2 separate regions of the Oryctolagus cuniculus genome follow, and region 2 is linked to region 1. Evidence: chromatin contacts called from public Micro-C data. All regions are on one chromosome and are shown on one strand. Each heading gives the region's core, a stretch centred on a gene start, on an enhancer-like site or on the middle of the called end of the contact. The rest is flanking DNA. Distances are from core to core; before and after follow the strand shown.

Region 1 (5,482 bases), core at 1,216-3,715:
TCCCTGTTCAGCCACCCCAGCCAGAGCCCGGAAGCATCCTGGAATAAGCATTTTCCTTCCGTCCCTCATCTCTTATCAATCACCAAATTCAGACAATTCTTCCTCTTCAATTTCGTTTGGCTCAGGCCATTTTTTACCTGGACTAGTGCCACAGCCTTTTCACTAATCTCTCTTCCTGTGGCTAAACATGTAAATTTGGGGGCTCAACGTGGTTGCACAGCAGGTGAAGCTGTTGTGGCAATGCTGGCATCCCATATCAGAAAGCTGGTTCAAGTCCCAGCTGCTCTACTTCCAATCCAGTTTCCTGTTAATGCATCTGGGAAGGCCGTGGAAGATGGCCCAAGTACTTGGGCCCCTACCACTCACATAGGGACCAGGATGGAGTTCCTGGCTCCAGGCTTCAGCTTGGCCCAGCCCTGGCTGTTGCAGCCATTTGGAGAGTGAACTAGTAGACAGAAGATTGGTATTTCTCTCTTCTCTCTGTCACTGACTTTTTTTTTTTTTTTTTTTTTTGGACAGGCAGAGTGGACAGTGAGAGAGAGAGACAGAGAGAAAGGTCTTCCTTTTGCCGTTGGTTCACCCTCCAATGGCCGCCACGGCCGGCGCACCGCACTGATCTGATGGCAGGAGCCAGGTGCTTCTCCTGGTCTTCCATGGGGTGCAGGGCCCAAGCACCTGGGCCATCCTCCACTGCACTCCCTGGCCACAGCAGAGAGCTGGCCTGGAAGAGGGGCAACCGGGACAGAATCCGGCGCCCCGACCGGGACTAGAACCCGGTGTGCCGGCACCGCAGGCAGAGGATTAGCCTAGTGAGCCGCGGCGCCGGCCATGTCACTGCCTTTCAAATAAATAAATGAATTTTTTAAAAAAGATTTATTTAATTATTTGAAAGGCAGAGTTAGAGAGAGAGAGAGAGAGAGACACCTTCCATCCGCTGGTTCACTCCCCAGATGGCTGCAATGGCCGGAGCTGTGGCAATCTGAAGCCAGGAGCCAGGAGCTTCTTCCAGGTCACCCATGAGGGTGCAGGGGCCCAAGGCCTTGGGCCATCTTCCACTGCTTTCCCAGGCCACAGCAGAGAGCTGGATTGGAAGTGGAGCAGCCGGGTCTCAAACCAGCGCCCATATGGGATGCTGGCACTGCAGGCGGTGGCTTTACCCGCTATGCCACAATGCCAGCCCCATAAATAAATGAATTTTAAAATGCAAATTTAAAAATTGAGTGAGTACTGTTCCTGAACTCCTCTTAAAGATCTACATGGCCTAATGGCCCTGAGCACCCGCACCCTGCCTCCCATCACATCCGACTGCTCCAGGAGCTCAAGATCCACTATTGTTGCGCTCCACTATGGCTCTGGCCTGCAGTGCCTGCCTCTCCCTTCCCCTCTAAGCTCCTCCCTCTCCACCCGGCAAATGCTCTGAGGCCTGCCTGAGAATCCCCCCTCCATCTGCCCCGCCCTTAATAAATGTAAACACAGTTCCTCATGCCTTCCTCCAGCTCCCCCCATCACGCTCCTGGAGCAAGCACTGAGGTGCCACGCCCGATGCGCCATCCCTCTTCCCCCACCACCTGCATCCTGGCCCTAGTTTGCCCCATCCGGAGTTCCAGGAGGGAGTGCAAAGGGCATCCCTCTTCCTAGCAGGGCTTCCACCAAAATCCCGGTCTGAACTGAGAAGAGGTTTCTCCCGACCACGACCACACACTTACTCCCAGGACAGGGAAACCGGAGGGTCACTAAGGGGTACAAGGTAAGGGCAGCAGGCCCCAGGGGGACCCCTAAGGTGGCACAGGCTCTTCCCACAGTTGGGAGAGGGCAGAAGGCCTGGAAGGATCCAGTGGGAACGATTCCCGCGGTGACCTGCGGACCCCCAGGCCTCCCACCAAAGTGTGCACTTAGGTGCCTGGAGCCTCCCCCGAGTCTTTTTCCTAAGCAGGCTGGAATGGGCTGGTGGTGGCGCTGAGGATCCTGGGTTCTCAGCGATAGTAAAATGGGGATCAGACCCCGGCCCCACCCCCAGTTAATCCGCAATTTGCCAGGGCCGGGAGCAGCGGCGGCCGCCCTTCCTTCCTGGCGCTGCCGGAGACGTCCCCCGGGGAATAGGGCAGAGGCCGTCCCCGCAGAGCTCCGCGGAGGGGCCGCTGGGCGCGGGCTGCAGCCCCCAGCCCCCGGCCCCCGCGGCGGGGCCCCCAGTCCTCCCCCTCGGCCCGGACTCACGGCCTGGAGGCGCCCGCTCCGGCGCAGCTGGCTCTGGTTCCGGCGCGCCCCGCTCGGCCTGGGGGTGTCTCGCCCGGGCTTTCCCGCGGCCCGGGCCCGGACTGCGGCTGCTGGCGGCGTCTGCGCGGCGGGGCGGGGTTGGGGCGGCCCACGTGGGCCGGTTCGGTTCTGCGTGGGAGCCTTGCGCGGGGCCCCTGCGCCGCAGCCGCCTCCCCCGCGCCGGCTGCTCAAGGCCAGGCCTTCCAGGTCTGGCTGTCGCCTAACGGCGCTCGCTGGGCCCCTCCTTCCTCGAGGCTGTGGCACGCACCGCAGCCTCTGCCTGAAATGTTGTCTCCTGGCTAGGCTTCCCCACATTTCAGATCTGAGAAACCTTCTGTGATCCCCGAGACAAGACTGGTCCCCCGCTTTGTATCATCTCAGAGCACTTATGTTCCTTTGATCAAAATCTGGAATTTTATATTAATTGTGTGCACATCTGATTCATCATTAATGAAAGCTACTTTAAAAAATTATTTAGGGGCCTCAGCGGCCATTTGGGGAGTGAACCAACGGAAGGAAGACCTTTCTGTCTCTCACTATCATTCTGTCAAATAAATTAAAAAAAAATTTAAAAAGTGCACGCCCCATATAAAAAATTATTTATGTATTTGAAAGGCAGAGTTCCAGAGAGGGAGAGAAGAGATCCAGCCCCCAAATGGCCGTGGCCACAATGGTGGAGCCAGGAGCCTGAAACTCTATTTGGGTCTGCCACTTGAGTGGCAGGGGTCCAAGCCCTTGGGACGTCCTTTGCTGCTTTCCCAGGTACATTAGCAGGGAGCCTGATTTGAAGTGGAGCAGCAGGGACTCCGCCAGCCTTCCTATGGATCTTGGCATTGCAGGCCTGGGCTTACCCCACTGCGCCACAAAGCCAGACTGAAGGCTACTTTTTTTTTTTTTTTTTTTTTTTTTTTTTAATATGCTGTGGCGTATTGGGTAAAGCCACCGCCTGCAATGCCGGCATCCCATATAGGTGTTGGTTCGAGTCTCCGCTGCTCCACTTCTGATCTAGCTCTCTGCTATGACCTGGGAAAGCAGTAGAAGATAGCCCAAGTCCTGGGCCCCTGTACCCACGTGGGAGACCCGGAGGAAGCTCCTGGCTCCTGGCTTCAGATCTGTGCAGCTCTGGCCATTGCAGCAACTTGGGGAATGAAGCAGGAATGAAAGACACACACACACTCTCTCTCTCTCTCTGCCTCTCCTTCTCTCTCTGTGTAACTCTAACTTTCAAATAAATAAATAAATCTTTAAAAAAAAAATAGAAAGAGTCCCCTGGGACAGAGCTCAGGTTGCAGAGAATTCCTGCTAGGCACAGACGCCCTCCGTGGCGCCTGCACAGTGGGTTCCTGTGCAGTTGCCCATGTGCACAGATGTAACTGGATAAGAAAGTCCTCGGTCCCAAGCTGGAGTAGCTTGTCAGAGTTCCACTCACTGACCCTGATCCCTGTCACTCCCTTCCTCCTTGTAGTACGTGTGTAGAGAGCTCAGTTTGCAATTAGAGAACAGAGTCATTTCTGACCCTATGAAGCATCCTCTTCCGGTTCCCACGTGATTCTGACTCACCATTCTACAACCTGGAGACCCGATGGCACATCGCACCACACCAACAAACCTACATGCAAAAGCAGGGGAACTGGAGAGAAAAAATTATGATCACAACAACTGCGATTTTAAAACAGAATAGGGGATAGAAGGCAAAAGTCAAAGTTTGGGTAACAGCTAAGAGAATATAGGTGGTGACTTCAGCCCCATTCATACCCAGGCCCTAAGGCCATGTCTCCTCCCCTTTCCCTCCCCTTTCCCCTTCCCCTCCCTTTCCCCTTTCCCTCTCCTACTGCAAGATCCCCTTGCCGGGCTGGCACTATAGTGTAGTCGGTAAAGCCACTTCTGGTGCCAGCTTCCCATATGGGTGCCGGCTCGAGTCCCAGCTGCTCCACTTCCAATCCTGCTCTGTGCTATGGCCTGGGAAAGCAGTAGAAGATGGCATAGGTCCTTGGGTCCCTGCACCTGCGCGGGAGACCCGGAAGAAGCTCCTGGCTCCTGGCTTCGGATCCGCCCAGCTTGCACTGATTCAGCCATTTAGGGAATGAGCCAGCAGATGGAAGACCTTTTTCTCCCTCTCTTTCTCTGCCACTCCTTCTCTCTGTGTGTAACTCTTTCAAATAAATAAATAGAAGATCCCCTTGCCATCAGCCATCAGTTTTCTTCCTTATGAAGTGACCCAGACCCAAACTCCTCAAGGCTCTGAGCTCTTGGTCATGAAGTCATCCGATTGTTTGGTCTGCGCAGAATAGCCTCTCCCCACCTCTCCTTGGGCTCTGACCCCCCAGCTCTAACCACGTGAGTTAAACAAGAGCTTCATAAGTTCAAGAAGAAGCACGCAACAATGCTGGCCCCGTAAAATAAATAAATAAATCTTTTTTTTTTTTTTTTTAAAGAGTCCTCTCGGGATGCTGTCTGGTTTCAGCCCCGACTCCTACACTTCCAATCCAGTTTCTTGCCCTGGGAGGCAGCAGTTGATAGCTCAAGTACTTGGGTCCCTGCCACTCCCAAGAGAGACCCCAGTGGAATTCCTGGCTCTTGGCTTTTGCCTGGCCCAGCCCTGGCTGTTGTGGGCACTTGAGGAGTGAACCAGCAGATAGAAGACATCTCTCAGTCACTCTGAATTTCAAATAAAAAATACATATTCTTTTCTAAAAAGACAAATAATTATATGTTGATCATTGTCTTAAAGCCTGCAGGGGGGTGGGTATTTGGTCTGGTGGGCTGGGCTGCCTGAGATCACATTGGAATGCCTGGGTTTGGTACTGGTTCCAGCTTCTGACTCAAGTTTCCTGCTGATGTGTGCTGGGAGGCAGTGGTGATGGCTCTAGTAGTTGGGTCCCTGTCACTCACATGGGAGAACTGAATTTGGTTCCTGGCTCTTAGCTTTGGCCTGACCCAGCCTTGAGCCATTGTGAGCATTTGGGCAAGTGAACTGGCAGATGGGAGATCTCTCTCTCTCTCTCTCTCAAATTAAAAAAAAAAAAAAAATAGTTTAAAGCCTAGGCAAGCAGTATTCCAACCTGACATAGCTGAGTCATCAATTCCATTGTGTTCTGTAAATCTAGTTGCATCTAAATAACATAATACCTGATAAGTGAATTCCAAGATCTCCAGACTGTAACCTCTCTTTTCTAAATCAAGGACAGCGTTATGTGGGATACTCTACCACTGCATAATGAACACAGCC
Region 2 (5,482 bases), core at 1,485-3,984, 130 kb before region 1:
CCTGGCTCCTGCCATCGGATCAGCGCGGTGCGCTGGCCGCAGCGCGGCTGCCATTGGAGGGTGAACCAACGGCAAAGGAAGACCTTTCTCTCTGTCTCCCTCTCTCACTGTCCACTCTGCCTGTCAAAAAAAAAAAAAAAACTGTCGAGTTCTACCCCATATCTGCCGATCCAGTGGGTCTGGGATGGGCTCCAAGAACTGTCACTTCCAACAAGCTCCCCGGTATTACTGCTGATGCTGGTCCAAGATCCACCCTTGGAGAACTCCTGTTCCGTGAGAAAGAATAAGGCAGGGTAAGGTGCTGAGAGCCGAGTGCTGAGTGCCTTCTGGGATCCCTCAAGTCTCCTGCATGGGCATACCATGGGCGGGTGCTTATGGGTCAGAAATGGCGATGTTCCATGAGGACTAGCTCAGAGGGGGTGATGGAAAGATCCAAGACTCTTCAGGCACAATTGGCAAGTTGTGAACGTGAAGGCTGGTGGTGCCATTCACAGAACCAAAGCACACAGGCAGCAAAGCAGGTTGGGGTCGGCAGTGGGCGTGGCTGGGATAGGGAGTGCAATTTTGGGACTTGGAAAGTTTCAGGTGGCTGCAAGGAGACACCTGGAGGGACCAGCCCACTGACAGCTGGGACTGTGGCTCCGGGGCTGCAGGGAGAGGTGCAGACTGGGGAATGGCACGGCTGGGAGGCAACAGCAGACAGAGGGTCCTGAAAGACTTGAGAGGAAGGGATTCTCTCAGAAGGCACAGATAGGAAGAAAAGGCAAACGCTTCTACTCTGCCAGTGAGTAACTGACGTCAAGGACGGGGTGAAGAGAGGAGACAGTGGTCAGAGTAGGAGGAGGGGAGGAGGGGAGTGAGACAACAAACCAGTGTCTTAGCTGCAGAAAGTAGGGAGAAGAAACCCCAGGAAGCCACCAGGCAGAGTCCCAGCTGTCACTCTGGCCTTCCCACGCCTGCTGGAGAGAGCACGGGAGAGAGGACGTCCTCCTCCTCTGTCCTCCTGGACTTCTCCCAGGGGAGCCCAACAGCCCGCGTGCCAGGCACCGAGGCCTCGCCGGCAGCTTGAGAAAATCACACACACTCGCGCACGCACCCGGGCCTCAGATCCAGACTGCACAGGAAGCTGCCCGAGCTGCCAAGCCTGCTTCACCCACCACCCTCCACGGTGACTTCAGTCTCCGCAAAGTTCTCAGATGTTACTCATTTCTTTGAAAGGTAGAGACACAGAGGGAAATGGAGGTCTTCCATCTGCTGGTTCATTTCCCCAAATGGCTGCTACGGTCGGGGCTGGGCCAAACTGAAGCTGAAGCCAAGAGCCCAGAACCCCACACCCAGGTCCCCCATGGGGGTGACAGTGGCCCAGGTACTTGGGCCATCTCCCACTGCTTTCCCAGGCACATCAGCAGGGAGCTGGATGGGAAAGCAAAGCAGCCAGGACTCAAATCTGTCCTCCGATATGAGATGCTAGCATTGAAAGCAGTGGCTTGATCTGCGCCACAACACCACCCAGGGGAAAGTTCCCAATGACGACTCCTTGGGGCTGGCATCCTTTGTGGGCACCGGTTCAAGTCCCAGTGTCTCCACTTCCGATCCAGCTCCCCGCTAATGTCCCTGGGAAAGCAGCAGCAGATGGCCCCAGTGCGTGGGCCCCTGCGTCCAAGCCAGAGACCCAGAAAAAGTTCCTGGCTCCTGGTTTCAGCCTGGCCCAGTTCCAAATAATAAATAAATCTATTTATTTATTTATTTATTTATTTGAAAAACAGAGTTGGGGGGGGGGGGGTTGAGAATCTTCCATCTGCTGGTTCACTCCCCAAACAGCCAACATAACAGCCAACGTTATGTAATCAGTGCTTCGCTGCCACAACCACTACCTGTGCGTCTTCCTGCTTCACGCCCATTCTCCCCAGCCTCCCTCTCATTTTCCTTTCTTGGATTCTTGTCTTGGCCTCTCCAGAAAGGAAGGTTGGATTTTAGGAGAGAGAAGGAGGGAGGGACTGCAGAAGTGGGGAACACACCTGACAGCCTTAGCAACACACAAACACAGGACCCGTGCATGTCAGTGCAATCCCCGGGCGCCCAGCCATATGCCTAAGTCACGGCAGATTCCCTCCACAGCCTCTGGACATCCCAGTGCTACCCCCAATCAGCCCAGGAACATCCTGGTGCCTTGTCAGGTGCACCTCATGCCAACCCCACCCCAGGCAACTCTCTCTGGCCCGTCCATGATTCCAACCTCCTTCCAGATCCTGGCTCAAGTCATTGTGAGTACTGAAAGAAGTGGGCACCCTCGGAGGAGTTCTGATCTGGAACCCTTCCGGGAGACCGCGATGGGCCCTCAGCATGCATGTGCACACGAACTGGGGGCCTGAGTCTGCAGCCTGCGGACTTCCTCCACATTCCCCTGGGCCCATCGCATCCCAAGGCCGGTGGGCTGGGTCGAGAAATGGCGGATGCCCATTTTACAGACGATGAAACTGAGGCCAGCCAAGTGTGGCGCTTTGCTCAAAGGCAAGGATGTCATGGAAGTAGAAAACGTAGAGCATCTGAGCCTCAGCCTCAACTGCCAGCTGTGAGCCCACAAGGCGGCTTAGACCAGCAGGGGTCGAATTCACGCCTCCCCCCCACCACACACACACACCCCCGCTGGTCTCGCCAAAGCCATACCTCCTCCTTGGCGGTCGCTGGGGAAAAGGGAGAGAGCGGCCACAGCTTGTCTCTTTAATGCGCGCCCCCGGAGGCCCGGCGCGCCCCCGCCACTATAACTGGAGTGCATGGAGCGGGCTGCTCTCAGAGAGCCAAGGGCGGGCGTTGGGCACCCGCCCGCCGACTTTCCCCAAGTGCGAGCGGCGCCCGTCAGTCCCGCCTCCATGGATACGCCCGGGGGCACCTACTGCTGAGGAACGAATGCTTGCGGGTCCCTGAGCCCGGGTGCACCTGGCCGCCGCCCCGAGAGTCCCGCGGGCCGGGCCGCCTGCCCACAGCGCTCGCCGTCGGGCGAGGGCTCCGCCGCCGCCACGCCCCGCGCCCGCGCCCCAGCCGCCCCATGCTGGTGCACACTTACTCCGCCATGGTGAGTAGCCCCGCACCGGGGGGTCGAGGAGCCGGAGCGCCAGGCCCTCCACGGGTTCCCGTCCCCGCACCAACGAACTCTGGGCGGGCGGGCGCCGCGGAGACTCCGCCAGCTGAGAGCGCTCGCCCGTTCGCCCCGCGGGTCATTCTGAGACGGACTTGGGCCCCCGAGAAGGGACGGCAGCGGGGCCCACGCGAGCTTAGGAGGACTCCCTCGGGCTTGGTCGTTTCAGTGCCACTGCGTCGTCTAACGCGCCCCTCTCCGTCCCCAGGAGCGCCCCGACGGGCTGGGCGCAGCGGCCGGCGGGGCCCGTCTGTCGTCCCTGCCGCAGGCGGCCTATGGACCGGCGCCGCCGCTCTGTCACACGCCGGCCGCCGCCGATTTCCAGCCGCCCTACTTCCCGCCGCCCTACCCGCAACCGCCGCTGCCCTACGGCCAAGCGCCCGACGCCGCCGCCGCCGCCTTTCCGCACCTGGCCGGAGACCCGTACGGCGGCCTGGCGCCGCTGGCGCAGCCGCAGCCCCCGCAAGCCGCCTGGGCCGCGCCCCGCGCCACCGCCCGCGCCCACGATGAGCCGCCCGGCTTGCTGGCGCCGCCTGCCCGGGCCCTGGGCCTCGACCCGCGCCGCGACTACGCCGCCGCTGTGCCCAGGCTCCTGCACGGCCTGGCCGACGGCGCGCACGGCCTGGCTGACGCGCCCCTCGGCCTTCCGGGGCTGGCAGCTCCGCCTGGCCTGGAGGACCTGCAGGTGAGGCCGGAGAGCTTGGGGATGTGCAGAGGACAGGCCGTGGTGATTCTGCAGCCTGGCTGGGGACCAAAACAGCGATCCGTGCAAACGCCCCCCCGAATTTCCTCCGGGCCCGCATTGCTTCCCTCGTGACTCCGAGGATGCGCCCCACAGCCTGGGTTAGACAGGGTCTGGCCCTTCAGGCGGCCCGGCCCCAGGTCCGCGAGCAGTGCCCGAAGGCGGCATACCTCGGTGGGACCGGGCTGCTTCCCTCCTTACCCTCTGTGCGGTTGAGCCTCACGGGGCATCCCTGCCCAGGCCCGGGCTGCTGCTGGGGCAGCCACACCTGGTGCGAAGAGGCGCGCGGTAGTTGCCCGTCTAAGGCGAGGTTCCCAGGCCACCAGCCCGCCCGCAGATGGGGCCGAAGCGCGGCGATTCTCGGTCCCGCTCGTAGCGGCCGCAGGTGCGCATTAGGCAGAGCCCATAGGGATGCGGCGCAGCGCGGGCTTGGGAAGCGATGGCCACGCGATCCACGCCGCCCTTTTCTGCTTGCAGGCCGTGGACGAGCCGGGAATGAGCCTCCTGGACCAGTCGGTGATCAAAAAAGGTAAGGAATGCCTGTGCGTCCGCGGGGGCAGTGCCGGGTGAGACGCCGCAGGCCCCAGACGCACGGACCCACGTTTTCCGCGGGGGGCCGCCGCCGGGAGCTTGTTCCAGCCCAGCAAAGGGGCGGCGAGGCTGTGGGCCCGGCCAGGTGCGGGCAGCGGCGCGGGCTTGGCTTGGCAAGCTGGTCCCGGGGCGAGCCGCCCGGGTGGGCCTGAGCCTAACGGTTCTGGGTGGAGGGCGCTCTTGTGGATGCAGAACGAGTTGAGCCACTTCCGCGTGTCCTCGGAGGTGGGAACGGGAGCGCTGTTCTCGTGGGTTTGGGTAAACGATTTCCAGCTTACAGGGCCTTGGTATCGCTTTGTGCCCGTTCCTTGCCAGCTTGGCCCCGCTGGGCTGATGGGTGGGCGCGTGTTCTGATCTCCCCAGGCCGTTTGCTCTCAGCCGGAGCTGCTGGCCATTTGGGAGGAGGGAAGCTGGTGTGAGAGTGTGGCTCGCGAGGCCGGGTGGCGGCTGCTGCTGTAGGCCTCCGTCAGGGGCCTGCGTGTGGCTCCATGCTCCTCTCCTGCGTGGCTTTGCGTTTCCTGGCGCGTGGATGTCTGATGTGAGTGTGTGTGTGCTGCTCTCTGTGTGTGCTGGGACACATTGCTCCGTGTTTGGGGGTCTCCACGTGCGTGAAGGTTCTCCGTGTGACCTGGAATGTGTTCTTTGAGGGCGTCTACAAACGTGAGGTCCCTCCCTGTGTATTTCCAGGGGTGTTTACCTTTGCAAAAGCCAGGGTGAGAGACCCACCGAGTGGATTTTCCCCCAAGGACCAAGTTCTTGTGGTTCCCTGGGAAAGGAGAGACACACAGAGACAGGAAGGGGCACAGACTCAGAAAGGGCCCCGGGAAGTGGGCCAGCTCCCTAGCTCTGGGTCCGTGCAAGAGGGGATTCCAAGCCCACCAGAGCCCCGCGGCCAGTGCTTTCAAACAAGTGAATTCAAGCCCAGGCTGTTTGCCCTCCACCTGCTCTCCGGGGAGGCTCAGGGTGGGGGGGGGGGGCAGCGGCTGGGAGGTGGCTGAAAGGCCTGGAGGTTG

The links. A called contact is a pair of places that touch in the nucleus more often than the background predicts.
Region 2: a Micro-C map of ear pinna shows a contact between it and region 1, with 5 times the contacts expected there. The contact joins the promoter of TFAP2E here to the promoter of C7H1orf216 in region 1. A contact is called at or near these places in 3 of 6 Hi-C or Micro-C datasets (ear pinna, psoas muscle and an unstated tissue).

Annotation. Positions count from the first base shown.
Region 1 is chr7:136,911,271-136,916,752 of mOryCun1.1, reverse strand. It overlaps C7H1orf216 (chromosome 7 C1orf216 homolog), which reads right to left and starts at 2,465. Exons shown (of 2, transcript XM_002720692.5): 1 at 2,215-2,465.
Region 2 is chr7:137,041,591-137,047,072 of mOryCun1.1, reverse strand. It overlaps TFAP2E (transcription factor AP-2 epsilon), which reads left to right and starts at 2,734. Exons shown (of 7, transcript XM_051832042.2): 1 at 2,734-3,073; 2 at 3,345-3,821; 3 at 4,356-4,407. The coding sequence starts at 3,047.